2 separate regions of the Mus musculus genome follow, and region 2 is linked to region 1. A link is a contact called in public Hi-C data. All regions are on one chromosome and are shown on one strand. The core of a region is the stretch at or near the end of the contact, and the rest is flanking DNA. Distances in the headings are between cores, read along the strand shown.

Region 1 (5,743 bases), core at 2,744-5,243:
TGTGTGTGTGTGTGTGTGTGTGTGTGAGAGAGAGAGAGAGAGAGAGAGAGAGAGAGAGAGAGAGAAGGGGGAGGGAGGAATGAGGAGAGAAAATGTGTCAGCATTTGCATTTTATGTATGGGGATAAAATTCATTTAACAATATACACCTTGGAACTCTTTATTAATAATTCCACTGTAGAGCTGTAGCTTCTGCTTAAAATGAAAAAAAGGATGCAAGATTCATTTCAAGTTTGAAAATTGGAAACTTCTAAAATGTCTAGCAACAGTAGAGTGGTAGGTAAATGATGGCCCATCCACTTAAATGTCACATTATGATAAATTTCTTCCTGCTATTGGAAAATGGTGTTTGATAATCAAAGAACATCATAAAATAGAAAACAACAACAAAGCAAAGACAACTGCCATTGTTGATCCCTGGTGATATAGTTATTTTCCTGGTACCAAAAGAAAATGGCCAACTGACGATGGGAACTATTCAAGTTTCATGGATGAAATAAAACCTTGAATTATGGGTCTCTTGAGTAAAGACTCATTTTGTGGTGTATACACCCAGCACTAGTCATTAACCTAAAGGACCTGGGTAGATACAATGCCTAACCTTAATTAGGAATGTGTGAACTCTGAGGTGCTTGCTCCATTTTTCTGAAGCTCCTCTGTGTCTTGGGTCAACAGAAATATGAAAGCTGAGAAGTAGGTGGTAATCATCAGTGAGTAGAGATAATGATTTGAATGTTCATACATATATGCATATATGTATAAATATGTGCACATTATGTTTTTGATACTAATATGTATATGACCACCACTTTAAATATACATACATAGTGTGTGTGTGTGTGTGTGTGTGTGTGTGTGTGTGTGTGTGTGTGTGTAGACATGATCCTTCTGGTCTACAGTCCCGAATTTGGAATCTGGAAGGTACTACAGTAATTTAACTAAGTCAAATTGATCATCAAAATAAGGTGATTGTTCTGAGTATTCCCAAGGTGAATGTGTTAGAGACAGAGCGCCATCTGGCATTTTTCTAGTCTGAAGGCTTCTGGGAAGAGTCTTCATTATTGGCTTCAAGAAGATAGAGAGAATTAGGCTGCAGATCCATTGGCAAAGTTTCCTGATGCTGTAAAAGAGTTTGCAACCCAGGGCAGCACTGTATGCTTGATTAAGCATGCAATGAAAAGGATTTATTTTAAGCTACTTTAGTAATTTCTTTTTTTTTTAATCAGACGCTAACCAAGTAATTTTACAGTAGTCTCCATTTGCATGAAATACCTGTTCCTACCTCTAGATGGTTTGACTATTTGTAAAAGTTATTAAGAGTCCATTTATGCATAAAATCTGTACATGTTTGGACAGGAAGGAAATTGGGATGAATTCCATGAAAAATTCCCCTTTGCTTTTTAGTTGTCCAGCTCATTGTGAATTCAGATAGACTTTCTTTGGATGAAAAGAAGTTTAGGGACCTGAAGTAAGTCCCTCACCATGTCCCCTGACCCCACCCACCAGTTCTCATGATAGCCCCCTCCTCCAGATCCAAACAAGAACAGGATTTCAGGGCAGGAGGCTGCTACTACTCCTTGCCTCGCCACAGCCACTGGGGCTGTCTATGCTGCTCATCTCAAAGTCATTTTTAACTTAAGTGTTTGCTGCATTCCAAGTCCCAAAAGTCCCCACCCCCCTACAAGATACAGCACAAAAGACACATACAGCACACCACTCTTTTAAACAGCTAACTCCCCTAGCTCTTTTAGAAATGATGTTCAATTGCCACAGATACTGCAGAAGGCAAGGCTTTTCCCTTCCTTCATTAAGGAGTCCTCACTGGTTTGTGGTTCTTTTCATAAAGGTCCAATACCATATGCTCTCTGCTTCACTGGATGGGTAGTGCATTTCTTTCTAAACTGAAAAAAGCTTAGTTGAATCCACTTAAAGCAGCATGCTCCGGTAAACAAGTTTGTATTTGGCATTTTGGGGCTCTCTCGCTGTATGGTTGCTATAGGAGAGCCACGTATCGCTGAAGAGGATGGTGGTAAACATTTTTCTCTAGCCTGTATAAATACTTCTTCTCTTCAAGGCTACTCTCGCAGAAGCGAAAATAAGCTAACGACAAAGCACCCCTGAGACATCAGTACTGTTCACAGGGGTTCTTCACATTAAGTATGAGATATTCAAAGTGGTAGAAAGAAGGGCTAAACAAACAGGACCGAAAGACTATCTTTGCAACAGCAAAAATCCAAGTTTTCCTTGGGCCTTTGTGCAGCTCCTGAAGAACGACCTACACGCCAAGCTTGATTAAGACACACATCTTTACAAGAGTGGCCATCTTGCCTCTATCTAGGACATGTGCCACAGATCTTTAGACCACATCTGTAGTGTAGAACTGCTAATAATACGTGACAAAGCATTCAACCTGGCCCCTGGGGTATCCAAGTTCTTTACAAAAGCCTTCCTTTTAACCTTCAGGAAGAATCTTTTCTTCCTTTGGAAGGTGGAAAAGGGCAAGGGTCTTTGGTTACATTTCCTGGGTAAGGAAACAATGTTTCGCAGCAGATTAGCAAGGCAGATCTGGGAGGAACACAGTACTTTCCTTCACCCGGTTGGTTCACGGTCAAGTCAGGAGGGGTGTGTGTGTGTGTGTGCGCGCGCGCGCGCCGCTCCCGGGTGCGCACATGTATGAACATGTGTGTTTGTCGAGATGAGAGGTAGATGTCAGGGGTGGTCCTTAACCACTCTCTCCACCTTATTTTGTGAGACAGCATCTCCGCATTGGACCTGGAACTGGCCAGCACCCCTGGGGAATCCTCCTGTGTTTGCCTCCCCAAGGCTGGGATTACAAATAAGTGCTGTTGCACCTGATTTTTCACTTGGGTGCAGGGGCATGGGACTCAGACCTCGGGCTTGCCAAACAGATGCTTTGTATATTGACCCCCTCCCCCTAGCCTGTCTGGACAATTTTACACTTAGCTTGGATTGAGTTGTGGAAGCAGGGCTGGAGAGATGTCTCAGCCCTTAAAGGCTAGGCCTTCACAACCTAAATTAGGAGTTGTGCAAGCAGGGCCACAGAGCCTGCCTCCTTAGCAAGAGCATTTGATATCCAGGTTTGCATCTCACCTCTGTAATTTAGTAGCTGCAAAGGCATGGAGAGTTTCAACTGATACTCAGTTTCTTCATCTGCAAAATGGGTCTATGGATCATTCCTTTTTCTCCCTTACACGGCTGCTATGGTCTAAAAAAGCCTATCTTGATATAAAATCTCCTGGAACAAAAATACAAACTGGGGTACTGATAGAGTGTCATGTTTTCTTTAGCTGAACCTCCTTATAACTCTTGGGGGGGGTTGTTGCTTTTCAAATTATCAGTTGTGATGAATAAGGCTGTGTTCTCTGTCTCTAACTGTATAATTTTATACACTCCGGTCACATCCCTTCTCAGCCTTCATCGTTCTAGACTAAAGAGTGCGCATTTGTTTAATCTATCTTCATAAGGCATTCTGCCCCCCCTCCAACCACTACCATCCTTTTGATTATAGAGTGGCCCTTTTCTGGACTGTCTCCAGCTCCATTATGTTATTCTGGAAGCTGTAAGATCAGACCTGAACAAGTGTGTGTGTGTGTGTGTGTGTGTGTGTGTGTGTGTGTGTGTGCCTGTCTGTCTGTGTCACTGTGTGCATTCTCCAGCTCCGAACCTCTAACTCTGTCCCCCTCCCCAATTATGAATCTTGTAAAAGAAAAGATGATCGCCCAAGACCTTCTGTTCAAACTGGGAGAAGGCCCCTTGGCCTCAGGCTGAAGCCTCCTTTTTCTCTCTGCGCAGCTTTGGCCCCAAGGGGCGAAACGGTCTCCCTGTCTGGCAGGCTGGGAGGTGGATAACTAGGATGGGGAGGCCGAGGGGGGAGGAAGAAAGGGGGGGTCTTGCGCAAGCGCACGCTGCTGCATGGACGCCAATGCTGCTGCCTCCCGGAGCAGAGGGAGGCAGAAGAGGAGGGAGGGAGAAGAGGGGGAGGGAGGGGGAGGCGGCACTTGGGCTGCAGCTCTCAACCCGAGGCAGTCAGTCCCTCTCAGCGCTAGGGAAGACCGAGAGAGGCAGCGGCAGAGTAGGATGCTCTGCGGGGCGCCCTGAGCCAGGGGCTCTTGAAGCAGCTTCGGGGACAGGGGCAACTGGACAGCTTTCACCATGCATCAGTCCCTGACTCAGCAGCGGTCCAGCGACATGTCCCTTCCCGATTCCATGGGTAAGTCCTGTCCTCTGGGAGGCAGCAGTAAGGGGGTAAGTGCGTTGTCCCCAGGACAGCCAGCTCCTGCCTGCCCCAGTGCCAGCCAGAGAGAGGGCAACCGGGATGGGGGTCCACAAACTCGAGTATCTGGAAGGTGGACCAGAGCCCCAAGGGAGCGGCCCAGCTGTGACAAGTGTGACGCGCTTGAGATTGGAGCGCCAAGCTAGGGTTGGAGTAGCCTTACCTAGCCCGGAGTGCATGTGAGTGTGTGTGTGTGTGTGTGTGTGTGTGTGTGTGTGTGTGTGTGTACAGACTTGCAGCTGTGGTAAATCTCAGCTGTCTGGGCATCAAAACACTTCCTCCAAACCTGTGCCTTTGCTTTCGATTCGACGCTCCTTCTTTGCAAAGTCCACATCACTTCTAAGATCACGACTAATGATAATTAGAAGAAGCAGGATCTTACCCCCCCCCAACACTCACACACACACACACACACACACACACACACACACACACACACACTCACTCACTCTAGGTGATATCTTGAAATTCAGACCTGCAGTGGTCCGGGAGCTGATTTACACTTCGCAGACCCGGTGTGTGGGGTGGGGTGGTGGTGGTGGGGTGCTACTCAAGGGAATGGGGGTAGAAGAAAGGGTATGCTGGCAGGACGGGAAATCCTGGGGAATCACTCAAGACAGCACAGCCTGGACATACGTAGCAGAATGATCAGTCCTTGAATTTGATTTCTATTCTACTCCAAACGCAGAGAGAGAGAGAGAGAGAGAGAGAGAGAGAGAGAGAGAGAGAGAGAGAGAGAGAGAGAGAGAGAGAGAGAGAGAGAGAGGTGGGGGGTGGTGGTGGTGAGAGCACTAGAAAAATAGGATCCAGCGCAAGCCCGCGCATCTTCTGAAGTCGCGCTTTCCTCTTCAGCGGAATGAAGGGGGAGGGGCACCTTTCAACACCTTCCTAAAATCTAGAGGTCCGCTACCGTCTTGCACCAACTTGGAGGCCCCTCGAGGGTGCTTTTCGGTAGCTACAAACGAATTTTAAGAAATAAAAAACAAAACGAAACAAAACAAAACAATTGCCTTTCGCTGTTAGGCACCTTCCTAAGTCTTCGCTGGGAGAAGAAATTAATTTGGAGCCTTGGGTAAGAGTGAAGGGATTGTGGAGCCATAATTCCACCTAAACTTAAAAATTGTCACTTTAATCTAGCCCAATTCGTCGTTTCTATCATATTTCACATTCTGCAAAACTCCTCTGTCCCGAATCTCTGCCATTCAGTCTTCTCAGCTCTTCTCCGATGAATTTGCTGGAACATGCACAGGGGAGGGGCAAGGAGATTGAGCCCAGTGTGAGCTCTCCGCTGCCTGCAAAAGACTCAGTCGCAACAAATTTCGTTCAAGGGCCCCCGAAAGTGTTATCATCTGAACGGTGGAAGGCCTGTCAGTAGAAGCCCTGCACTTTTCATTTTTAAGGTCGTAGTTATCTGGTGCTGGATGCAAAATGAGGCCAAGGTCTGGGGTCC
Region 2 (5,433 bases), core at 2,570-5,069, 43 kb before region 1:
GTGTCTGTTCAGGGTTAAGAGAATAGGAAAGGAAGCCTGCTCCCCTTTAGCCAACACAGGATAGAGTCTCCTGTTACTTTTGAGTTGACCATTTACCTGCCCGCTCTCCTGAATCCTGAGACTGGCCTTGAGGAAGTTGAGACCAACAGTCTTACTGAACGCATGAGCTAGGGAAGGGGCCGTACTGAATGGAAACTCACCATCAGCCTATGGGGACAACTGGGACTCCCATGAACTTGTATCTGCTCCCACATGGTCAGAACAGAACAGGGGTGTGGTCTGCAGTAGTGAGAGGTGCAACGATCCTTCCCTGCTAATAATGTGAGCCACAGAAACAGCTGTGATGTGCAGTGGCCACTGAAGGTGACACAGGCATGCTGCCTCCAGCAGGAAGACCTCTTTGTCAATCTGTTTGCATCGCATTTATGGATTGGTTTGCATCTACATGCCACAGTCAGAAGGAAATATACAGAAATTTTCCTCTTTATTGTTGCTGTGGTGGGAATGGAGACAGAGAAAGGTGGCTTTCCCTCATGAGTGGTTAAACTGTGACTGCACACAGCCCATCTCCTTGTGGCTCCTGGAGGTTTGGTCCCCTAGGGCTCCTCTGGGTCCATCATGCAAATGTGGTCCTGATTCCCACCTGCTGTGCTCCTGAGCATTGCTTTCTTCTCCCTGGCCCTCTGTTTGGCTCTCCTGTTGTTAAACCACATCTGAAAGCAGAGGAGAACAGGGAATGTCTCAGCATGCTGAGAGCTTTGCTGACAAGGACACATGCTACATCAGTCAGTGGCATTCAAACCTATGTAGCAGAAGCTATGTGGAGAAGCACAGACTCCTTGGACTGCCACAGGCAGGGTGGGTTCAGTGTTGGAGACCATGGCTTCAATCTATGTAACCCAGCCTTCTACACACAAACCTGAAAAACCTACAGCACCTATCACTAGTTTACACAGAGTCACAGCAAGCCTGCTCCTGCAGAACACACATGGACAGCAGCCGTTATGGGCTCAGTTCTGGAACAGACTGAGCAAGACATTAAATGGATTTCCAAGGTGTCCTTTTGCTGGTACCATATTCACCCATGTTGTTTGGCCTCTCATAAATTCAATATTGCTGGTTCTGTTTGTTTGGTTCATTAGACAATTTTTCCAGGGCATTTATTCTTGCCCTCTCCCCATGCCGTTGGGACAGACAACATCTGAACTTAAGTTGGTCCTCTAAGTTACACTGGAGTGCTGCCCTATGCAAACTCACAACGGAGGAGGAGCCACCACCACAAGAGCTGCTAAGCTCTATTCCAGGTCAGTCTGGCCTTACCAAACATCAGTCGCTCTTGGCCAGGGCTCTATGGCAGATTATTCACTTGCCCCAATAGTTAGCAATTATTCTTTATTTAGTTACGTGTGTGGGATGGATTGATTCTTAGGAACTTAATGCGGCTGAAGGCTTTCATGGCCCTGTTCCATCCTCCATCAACTTGATAATCTGCAAGAGCATCCTTGGTTTCAGCATGACTCTACTGAAGTTCACTGTAAAGGACCATGGTGCAGAAGCAATTTAACAGGAAGTACTGGGTAAACATACAGGCATGCACAGGCATGGATTCTGCATGTGCACAATTACAGAGTCTATGCTGTGTAAATACCTTGGTTCACAGAAAGAATGTAAGCAGCATATGATGGCTTTGCCTTTCTGTTTCCTCCAGGAAATCAGGTACCCTCGAGAACTGGTGAAGAGCACTAGCTGGGGAGGAGTAAGTCTGCCTTCTGATCATGAAGCCAGTGACTTCCATCAAAGGAAGAGAGAAAGCACACACCTACTGGAGAACACCCAAGACAACTCAGCCTAATACCCCAAGCAAGATCTAGATGGCCTGACTGTCCCCACCATGCTTTCTCAGATCTACTGACCTGCACCTTGGCTTCAGACCCATCCATGCTTCTGGCAAGCACCCCTCGGTGTAGAGAAAGCCACAAATCTTCTGCTATCAAGGTTACTTTCAATTGTAACATACTTTTCAAGTAAGAATTTGGGACTAAGTATTAATACCTCCCATACTTCATCTAATCCTTCCCATATCCCAAGAGATACCTATATCCCACTTTATATACCCATCGTATTGTTCACTTCTCTCATTTGAAGAGTATTGGAGTTAAGGAAACAGGAAATCAAGAAAAGCTTTATGAAGGCAGGTGTATCGGAGTTTAGCCTCTAAGGATGAAGTAAGCTTTTAACTCCTGAGCAGAAAATTGGGGAAAATTTTTCTAGAGATGGGCAATAACTCAGAGGAAGAATATAGCTGAGTCTCCACTTGAGCGAGCACAGAAATAAGTGGAGAGCATACTAACAAGGTTGTTTTCCCAACCCCAGTCCCCAAATTCTGATTCTGTAGCTCGGAAGTATAGGTACAAAAATCTGAAGGGTTAATGCACCCTAGGATGAAAGTGATTCAGGGGTCACGTGTCATGCTTTGGGAAACACTGGTATGCAGAGCTACTTATTCCACATGAAGAACTTGTTTTGTTTTTCTCCTGTTCAGTCGACTTTCTACCTGGTCAGTTTTCCCTAATGCTGGACTTCCAGAGGGGAGTGTTCGACTGTGCTGGGCCTGTCAGCTATGATGTCTAACATGTCCAGTACTTTACTCATTCTCACCTGGTCAGGAAGGCAGACTCAGCCAGTTATGGACATTAGTCCCAATTTTTTTTTTTTTGGAAAAATGCTACACATTGAAAGCAAATGGTGATAAACACCAGCATGCCCTTTATCTATAAATTGTTAACATTTGACATTTACTTATATGCTTTCTGTTATAGATATATACAGGTAACATACACACATATGTATTTAGCTGTAGAATTTGATTATGTCAGAAATGAGCCACACAATTTGATAATGGGCAAAGATACATGGAGGACCCCACCCAAATAGACAGATAGCAAGCTAAGAGAATCAGAGTAACACCCTGTGGAACTATTTCTATCTATTATGAATTTTTCCAGTCAATAGCGAGAAAAATATAAGAGGGGGTTAGCAGGCCAGAAATAAACTATTTTCTTTTCTCTTGCATCTTCAGGCAGACACACAAGTCAAGAAAAGGAACCTGGAGTCAACTTGCTCAGGACCCTCCTTACCATGTAGATCAGTAGTTCTTAAATTGTGGGTTGTGATCTTTTTAGGGTTGAATGACCCTTTCACAGGCCTAAGATCATTGGAAAACACAGATATTATGATTCATAGAGTAGCAAAATTATAGTTATGAAGTATCAATAAAAATAATTTTATGGTTGGAGGTCACCACAATATGGGGCACTGTATTAAAGCGTCACAGCATTAAAGAAGGCTGAGAGCCACTGGTTATAGATGCTTGTGACCCCCCAGAGCCCACCTTTTCTATCTCTAGTCCTCCTTGACTAGTTTGGTGTGGAGGAAACCCTATTCCCTTTCTGAACTTATTTTTTTCCCACCATCTCTGGCTTCAACTGAAGTAGACCCCAGCCTAGAGAATCTATTCTCCAATGACCCAAGTATCCTCTTTGCATGCAGTGTCAATAGCTGCTGAAGGAGCTCAAGGAGAAGATAGCAAAGGCTAGGGGAACTTCCGTAATCCCCACAATTTTGCAATACACCAGTCCTTAAACATCCCAAATGTTTCCTTGAGCCCCACCTTTCTGGATGGAAACATTACACAGAAGAGGACTGATTTATCTTGCTGTTTGCCCTTGACTTTCTGACTTCTTGGATATCCTGGGCAGACTCTGCCATAATCAAAGAGTCTTTGTGCTAAGGCTCTTATCAGCCACCTCCTTGGAACTCCCCTCCGAATTTGCCAGCATCCAGGGTATGGAAAGGAATTCTAGCACAGGACTGCTATAACTACAGTGTAATGTTGGCCCCGTCACTTAATCTCCTCAGGCCTCAGTGTCCTCAGAGGGCTATTTCGAGGGTGGCATGCAATCATTTTGATGAAAATCCTAAACAAATCATCAGGCCTTCTGGTGGAACAGTCCTTTGGGAACATGATAAATGAAAATGGCCTCATTTCTCCACGGTCTCCTGTTTCCTCTCTCTCCAGCCCCAGGATGGCAGCTGTTTCTCTAGCTCTAGTGAACAAAGAGATAAAAAGGATGTGTAAACAATGAGAGGAAGAGACCTAAATAAACAATGGGGAGGCTTGGAACACCTGAGATTAGAAATAGCAACTGAAACGTCTTACACAGCTAATTGAAGGATTAGAAATCGGTGGAAAATGTCATCTTGAGATCCTAACACTCAAGTGGCCCAGAACAGATGAATAAAGGCAAGTGTTTTTAATGTAGGATTTGGTCAGCATTCCTCAAATTGCTAAAAACTAGCTCTTTATTTATGAAGAAGTGTCTAAGGTGTTCCAGTCGTACCATCATATAACTCTACCTGGCACAATCCTGACTCTCACGAGAAACAGAGTTACAGAAAAGAGCATGATTAAACAGGAAAAGTGTTCCTGCTAACCTAGAATAAATAAAGTTGTTCTGTTTGTTCCGAATAGGTCACCCATTCCCCAAACTTGAAAACTGAGGTCAGGTCTAGTGGCCCATAGGTATGAAGGAAAGCCCAGGGTAGAATGTCATCAAATGTTAACCCCAGCAACTCCTGAAACAACACCACCCTGGGTAAAGGATGTGCATACCAGAGCTAAAGAGCTCTGGGTACGATTCTTAAACATTTCACCTTGTGACAGAGGGGAGGTGTGAAGATGTTGAGATTTAATATGACCTGCATGCTAACAAGGTAGTTTGTTACATCTTCCCAGATGCTAGCAGAAGACATGAAACTCCCGACTTAATATCCTGAGAGATAAGCAACTGTCTCATAGCAATAGTACTGGCCAGAATATAGATTAATATCTCTTGCCCTCAAGTCCTACCAAAGTTACTGAAAAAGGAAATATCTGAACACACTGATTTTTCACATCTCTCTCTCTCCCTCCCTCCTTCCCTCTCTCTTTTCTTTTCTCTTCTTTTTTCTCTTCTCTTCTTTTCTTTTCTCTTCTCTTCTCTTCTCTTCTCTTCTTTTCTTATCATTTCTTTGCTTTTTGACACTTTTTTTTTTCTGTGTAACAGCCCTGGCTGTCCTGGAGCTCAAGCTATAGACCAGGCTGGCCTCAAACTCACAGAGATCCATCTACCTCTGTCTCCTGAGTGCCAGGATTAAAGAAGTGTGGCCACCACTGCCCTGCCAGACAGAACATATTGGATGTTGTGTTACAGGATAGCAACACTGACCTTTAATAAATCTGAGTCTTTCACGAGGGACAGGAAGAATGTCTGACTTTTACTTGCTCCAGAGGGAAGGTATCTTCTAAAGCTATCCACATAGACCTGACAAGGTGGGCAGGAACAGTGTCAACTACTATGAGTTTTCCTAAGATGTCCAGAAACACAGGAAACC

The links. Hi-C and Micro-C count contacts between places; a contact is called where the count stands out from the background.
Region 2: a contact with region 1 is called in a Hi-C map of Sertoli cells, with 2.5 times the contacts expected there. The contact joins the enhancer-like site here to the promoter of Tmem255a in region 1. A contact is called at or near these places in 7 of 39 promoter capture datasets (the 3T3-L1 cell line, embryonic stem cells, hippocampal neurons and 2 more), 1 of 484 Hi-C or Micro-C datasets (Sertoli cells) and 2 of 9 other capture datasets (adipose tissue and pancreatic islet).

The regions. Positions count from the first base shown.
Region 1 is chrX:38,250,731-38,256,473 of GRCm38.p6, reverse strand. It overlaps Tmem255a (transmembrane protein 255A), which reads left to right and starts at 3,993. Exons shown (of 10, transcript NM_172930.4): 1 at 3,993-4,230. The coding sequence starts at 4,173.
Region 2 is chrX:38,293,402-38,298,834 of GRCm38.p6, reverse strand. It overlaps the pseudogene Rhox7-ps1. Among named protein-coding and RNA genes, the nearest start is that of Atp1b4, 20 kb to the left of the region's middle. Within about 2 kb of position 3,819, at least 1 of the 459 cell types and tissues checked has an H3K27ac peak or open chromatin away from gene starts, as enhancers often do. A contact at or near this core is called in Sertoli cells, where this site is marked.